Linked DNA regions of Gasterosteus aculeatus: region 2 is linked to region 1. The links are chromatin contacts, called in public Hi-C maps. All regions are on one chromosome and are shown on one strand. Each heading gives the region's core, a stretch centred on a gene start, on an enhancer-like site or on the middle of the called end of the contact. The rest is flanking DNA. Distances are from core to core; before and after follow the strand shown.

Region 1 (3,282 bases), core at 101-2,600:
CCTTGGTGCTCTTCTAAAGGTCTCAATATTCAACAATAGCAACATAATGAACGGGGGATCTTGAATGATACTTCAGTTTATTTATGTTCATCCTGCGGCACAGCTCGGGTAATGACATCCCTGGAAGGGAATCGGGCATCGGGGAAGAGGAGGGCTCTCACGTCCACCGTAAATAGATGTGTGTGTGTGTGTGTGTGTGTGTGTGTGTGTGTGTGTGTGTGTGTGTGTGTGTGCATGTGTAAGTGTGTGAGAGATGTATATGTTGTGTGTGTGTGCATTTATTTACAGAGAAGATTAGGTTTGTGGAGAGTTCCAGGGATCCTCACTCGAATGATGACGAAGGAGTAATGGGAGAGACTGGAGACGTGTGTGCACATGTACGTTGACTGTTTGTAACAGGCTACTTCCTGGAACTGTGTGTGTGTGTGTGTGTGTGTGTTATGAACATGCTGAGACCTCTCTTATTTATTTAGATTGAGAAATGTGTGACTGTGGACTGTGAGAAATGAACACATGGTGCCACTTGGTGGATGAAAGTAGTACTGCACATACGGAGATCACATGCAATGAAATAATCCTTCATTGGTCCCACGGTTACATACAACTAGAGACCAGTAGAAAAACAGAAAACAACAAGTACAAAAACCAGGCATTGAAATGACAGGACTATGAATACAATACATATTTGGATTGAGTGGTTGGATACACGTTGTTGCACATATGACGTATGAAATGTATTGATGACATGTATTTCCAATTCTTTGATTTAGTCATCGATCGTTGTCCCTGATTCTGAATTATTTCTATTAATGTTTAGTGGGAAGAGCTTTTATTTTGGAGATTATGTTAACCATCGTTTGGCAAAATTACCATTTCAGAAGAGTTTATATAGTTTGGAATTAACTGTTGTTTTTTTCAACATCTGTAAAATATTTATCATTTAATTTATTGGTTGTGTTTTTTGACCGACGGCCCAAGTTTCAGAAGAAGTCCTTCACGTCAATCCTGTGCATCCTTCATCCTTCCATGTTGTTGCATCTTTTAACCGGAAGAGGGCGATGTTGCTCTGGATTCATCCCTTACGGTCATAGGAAACACATTTTAAAACGATTCCCTATATTTAGGACGGAGAAATAAAAGCATAACTATTTTGCATTTTATTGGATTCATAACTTAACTTTATTTCATTTGTAGGCAAAATAAAACCAGACATTTAGACCAGACGAAGTGTGGTCTAAATGTCCAGACGATTTAGAAAACGATCGATTTGAATCCGCTTAAAACTCTAAAAAAAACTCTATTTATGACGCAGTTTGCGTAAATTGCGTTGAAGACCAATGCATCACAACCATGTGCAGTTGTGAAGCCGGAGGCTGCAGGAGGAGCGCGTGTCCGCGGTGTTGGGGCGTCCGCAGGATCCGGATCTCATTGGCACAGGTCCCGGGCGGGGTGGAGCGTAGCGGGGCCGCCTCTTGTTTTGCGGTCTTGTTTTGTCAGCCTCGCACCACTGCAGCTGCAGCAGGTCCTCCGGAGAGCAGCGCCCGACACGACCCGGCCAACGAATCGGTTTGGACCCCCACCCCCACCCCCCCGTTATTCAACCTCAGGAGCCGGGCGCAGCCAACGAGCCCGAGAGGTGAATCCATCCGCGGAGGGTGTGTGTTTGGTCCTGCGGAGGACTGAATCAGAGGACGCAGGGGGGGGGAGAGGCTGCTGCTGGAGGCAGGGGAAAGGGTTCGCGATCGTCGGTGTCCTTCCCGGCGCCGACGCCGCCCTCGCTGTCCCGGAGGAGCCCGTTTGACCCGCGCAGCGTCTCCGCGGCACCGAATGGATGCGAGTGCGCGAGGAGAATACTAATGAGCGGCGCGCTGCGTCCTGCCGAGGCGCACCGCGTCCCCCGCCGCCGCCGCTGAGGGCCACAGCGGTCATCCGGAGCGCACCGGGCCCCGCGCACCACCCTGGTTACTCCCCCGCCCCCCTTCCCTCCCACGGGAATCAATGACCGCAGCCGTTTTATCTCCTGGATAAATAATAGAACAAAAAACCTCCTGCAGCTGCGCAAAGAAAACACAAACGCCGAAATGGGCAACAGCTTCTCCAACATCTCAGCCTTCCAGTCTCTGCACATCGTCATGCTGGGCTTGGACTCAGCGGGGAAGACCACGGTCCTCTACAGACTCAAATTCAACGAGTTCGTCAACACGGTCCCCACCATCGGGTTCAACACCGAGAAGATCAAGCTGAGCAACGGCACCGCGAAGGGCATCAGCTGCCATTTCTGGGACGTGGGGGGCCAAGAGAAGCTGAGGCCCCTGTGGAAGTCCTACAGCCGGTGCACCGACGGGATCATCTACGTGGTGGACTCCGTGGACGTGGACCGGCTGGAGGAGGCCAAGACGGAACTGCACAAAGTCACCAAGTTCGCGGAGAACCAGGGCACGCCGCTGCTGGTCATCGCCAACAAGCAGGACCTGCCCAAATCCCTCCCGGTGGCGGACATCGAGAAGCAGCTGGCTCTGCACGAGCTCGGCCCCTCCACCGCCTATCACATCCAACCCGCGTGCGCCATAATAGGCGAGGGGCTTCACGAGGGAATGGACAAGCTGTATGAGATGATACTGAAGAGGAGGAAATCCCTGAAGCAGAAGAAGAAGCGGTAACAGCTGCGGTTTCTGGGAGGAGGCGATTGAGTCCAATAAACTGTGCGGGGGTCCCGGTTGTGCCAGTGTTTACTTTGCAGTGTTTTCCTATCGTTTTGTTTTCTCCTCATCCTCAGTTTGGATTAAAGCTGTGAAGCCCTGCTGAGTGCATCATTCGGCACACGGGAGGCTGCAGGATATAGACTATCCGATAACCAAAAAAGACTAAAGAAACTTGAAGTGGCTCTTCAGGTGGACAGCGCGGAGGGAGAGACGCGGGCTGGCCCGTTAATCTGCTGCCCCGCCGTGGACTTTGGACGCGGAGTGACCCGGATGATGAAGCTCCTCCGCCGTCGCTCACCAGGACTGTTAAGGCCCAGTAGTCTTCATCTCCACCCACAGGAGGTCGTTTGATTTTTGCACGTGGCGCGGGTCATTTGTGCCCCCTGCTCTTTTTTTTATTATTTCTTTTTCTTTTTTTCTTTGAATACCAGGACAGACATGTGTAGTTTCAGTCTGGATGTCATGCTGACTGTTTTCTCCCCCCCCCCCTGCGTGCTGGACTGAGGACACAGTGCCCACTACTTTGCACTTTTCATTTCCTAACAAACAGTAGCGAACTACACTGTATTATTAGAGGAGC
Region 2 (3,427 bases), core at 267-2,766, 40 kb before region 1:
AGTATTAGTAGTGAGAAACCTAGACCATGCCGAGGTGATGACATCACAATAATTACATCCCCATACGATGTGATGTCACCAGCTTGAACGTGGAGACTACAAATCTTAAACCTTTAATACTGCTAATAAACATACATTTTCACATTAAGAGAAAGTGAGAATTATCAGCTGTCTGCACTTCAGCTCGCTGTTTGGTTTAACGGTCAGTAGCTTTAATGTTTTCTACCCTCACTGCTCTCATTAGCAGCATTTTCAGACCCAGCAGTCAGCTGTTTTTAATAAAAAAAGCTATAAAATCTGCACTCAGCAGCCGACGAACACGTTGAGAGACGTGTACATATAAGAGCCTTTTACAGCCACACATTCACATAAACATCAACAAACACATGGATGTGGATTTCTTAGTTTTTTTCGTGACATTTTTTGACACAACAAATTTTGATTTTCTTTTTAAAAACATTTTTCCAGATATTTTTTTACCTAATATTTTTCTACTTTTTTTTCCAAAACATATTTTTACTTTGAACACATTTTTCAACCCAACGTTTTGTGCCTTGACTCATAATTATGACATTATCTTTGATTGACAGTGTTTGACAGCAGAGACAGCCTTTGTCAGCAGCTGGACGGGGCGTTGCTTTCGCCAACATCATCTGACATATTGATTGATCTCACTGATCTCTCTGAGGAAGTATTGCAACAGCAAAAATATATTAAACAGCTCGAAAGAAAAACAGAATATACACTCAGTTGTCAGTTTCTAACTCTTTCTATAACTAAGTGATTTTCTTTCATAAATCAAATTGACTCTAAAGAATAAAGCGTATATAAGTGGAAGGCGATGGTCTATAGACCAGAAACCCCTGTTAGACTTCAAATGACTCTTCCTTTGCCACCAATATGGGCAATAGACAAAGGTCACGGAGAGTGCCTGACTTATAAGGTTTCCATCAAAGACAAATGCTCAAGAGTCCCACTCAACCAGCAGGCTGCATATCGACTGAGGAAACGCCTGAACGGTCATCTTTAGAACAAAAAACAGGCGTTTGATGCAGCCCGTTCAGCTCCAGTGAGCAAACGTCGCCTCCCTCTCCATTCAATGGTTACGCAGAGGAGCAAAGTCAGAAACGGGCCTTTTGTCAGCCCCGGGAATCCCTTTATTTAAAGGAAAGCCGTGACGCAGCCGGAGCACGAAGGCAGCGAGCGTGAACTTAGAAAGATAGTGAAAGATAGCTGCAGCACTGTTTGGTTTTCCCCTCATGGAACGTCAGTAACAATGCATTTTTTATCGCTCAGATAACATTTGCTTTAATGCTTTGATTCCTTATATCTTTGAGGAAACTTTCCTCTGGCCTTCTCAGTGAAACGTCTCTGCAGCTATTGGTTGGATTGCAATGAAATTAGTTGCAGGCATCCATATTCCCCAACCTGAAATGAGGGAGGCGTCTGATCTGGCGCTGCGGGAAACCACAAACACCTGCCGGCGCCAACACGTTAAGGAAAGGAGCTTTAATGAAAAATGGGCAGGCCGCCCGGCGCTCTGCTGTGCTTCCGTTCAGATGCCAGTGAAGCGCCCGTCTCACTGTTGACACTCGCTGGGTCGGGCCCTTTGTTTGGGTCGACGGCGCGCCAAACCGAGAGGGAGGACGGGATCTCGGCCACACTGGGAGATCGCGATAATTGGATTGTGAGTACGGTCACTTAGTTTGAGAGCGTTGATTAACTGTGCTTGTTCCATAACCCGAACCCCAGCGCCGTTGGGGATGAAGAAGAGGTGCCGCTGCATAGAAATGATCCTGGTGACCATTGCAGAGGAACAACTGTCTTTTGTTCAAATCTCAGGGAAAATCTGTCCTCTATCTGTGGCAGGAAGGATGCGTTAGCACGTTGAGCTGGACCCATGAATTTACTTTTTAACTTTTGTGCAGATAAAATATATACTCATTTGTTGTCAGCTTTAGCGGTGCTGAATTTTAACCGACCAAGACCAGACAACTGTAAAATATTGGAGGTTTCAATCTTCTCATTTCATGTAACTGATCAAACTATTCTTTCATGTGTATTTACAGCAGCTCCCTCGGCCTACATAGCTGCAGAGCTTGACAAATGCATGTGAGCTGTATTGTGCGTGCGTGCTAATGATTGCATGTGTTTGGAGGAGGGAACAGAAGGACTCGTCTCTTTCGGCAGAGACAACACCTGAACTCCCTCTGAGACTCTCTGGCTTCCTTCAGCTTCACCTGTGAGCTGAATTTGAATGCCTGAGCTCCCAGACGAGGGTGGCGCTCACCTCGCCTCACGGGCAGAGAATGAAGCGCCGCTCGGGGACCAGCGGCCTGTAATGAGGATGTGACGCACGAGCAAACGCGTGGATTCACTTCATTTCAAAGCAGATCAGGATTTTAGCTTTTCTGATGGGGGGACGTCTTCCTGACGGAGGTCTCTGTGATAATAAAATGCTTCTAACTCCGCCGTTTTACACTTCAAGAATACACTTGATTTGCTCACCAATCGTCCATCAAACGTGTATTATCTCCCTGTTGCGTGCTGGAGTCCCACATGAGATGCAGAGAAGCGGAGCCATAAGCAAAACTGATTGAATTTGTAATTTAGTTGCCATCGCTTGTAGATTCGATAAGCCTGTGCAGTTAAGTTAGATTGCATGAATGTAATGAGCTCATCTCCCCAGAGCGTGTGCTCCATCCTTCACTAAGATGATCTGTTGTTTCCTCTCTTTCGTCTGGGGAGGAAATCATGAAACAGACGCGTTGTTCTGAAACTAAAGTGAGACGTGCAGCCTCTCAGTCCACTGCTTTCACACCTGCCCACTGTGACTGATTTTATTTTTGTTTTAAGAGCAGATCGTTTTACACTTTCCTCATTCTTGTACAGAAGCTGTAATTTCTTACTGACCTTTGGATTGCAAGAAGGGAAAAGAGCAGCGCATTGAGGCGAAAGAAAAACAGTGGGCATAAAGGTTGACATTTCCTTAAAATTAGATTATTTTGGTAAAACCACCAGTTTATAATTTTAATACTTGATTTTATATTATTCAGCTCAGTATCATGGCAGGTCATGAAATATGTTTTATATGCAATATATTGGTTTCACGTACATGGACAAATTGTTTTTCTTTTTTTTTGTGTAGAAACACAAATTAGACAGATCGACAAGACTATGCAACGCCAGAGCGAGTTACGCACAATGAAGTATCCTTGAATACCACTTATAGTTGGGATAGATTTGTTGCATAAACATGAATTCTGATTTGTAACTTACAACAATTGGCATATTGTGTGAAAGAAACCAAGAGATTGTATTTTGTGACTTTGTTACTGTTGGATTCATGACCTCCATTTTTAACAGCAGCTGTCAAACATTGTTCAAACTCACAGAACTTTATTCAAAACGCGGAGTGGAGCTTGAT

The links. Hi-C and Micro-C count contacts between places; a contact is called where the count stands out from the background.
Region 2: a Hi-C map of tail fin shows a contact between it and region 1, with 5 times the contacts expected there. The contact joins the enhancer-like site here to the promoter of LOC120834342 in region 1. A contact is called at or near these places in 3 of 6 Hi-C or Micro-C datasets (skeletal muscle, tail fin and whole body).

What each region holds. Positions count from the first base shown.
Region 1 is chr16:16,629,396-16,632,677 of fGasAcu3.hap1.1, reverse strand. LOC120834342 (ADP-ribosylation factor-like protein 4C) reads left to right here and starts at 1,350. Exons shown (of 1, transcript XM_040202285.2): 1 at 1,350-3,282. The coding sequence starts at 2,082. The coding sequence ends at 2,660.
Region 2 is chr16:16,669,365-16,672,791 of fGasAcu3.hap1.1, reverse strand. No RefSeq gene overlaps it. Among protein-coding and RNA genes, the nearest start is that of LOC120834002, 8.3 kb to the right of the region's middle. Within about 2 kb of position 1,516, at least 1 of the 9 cell types and tissues checked has open chromatin away from gene starts, as enhancers often do.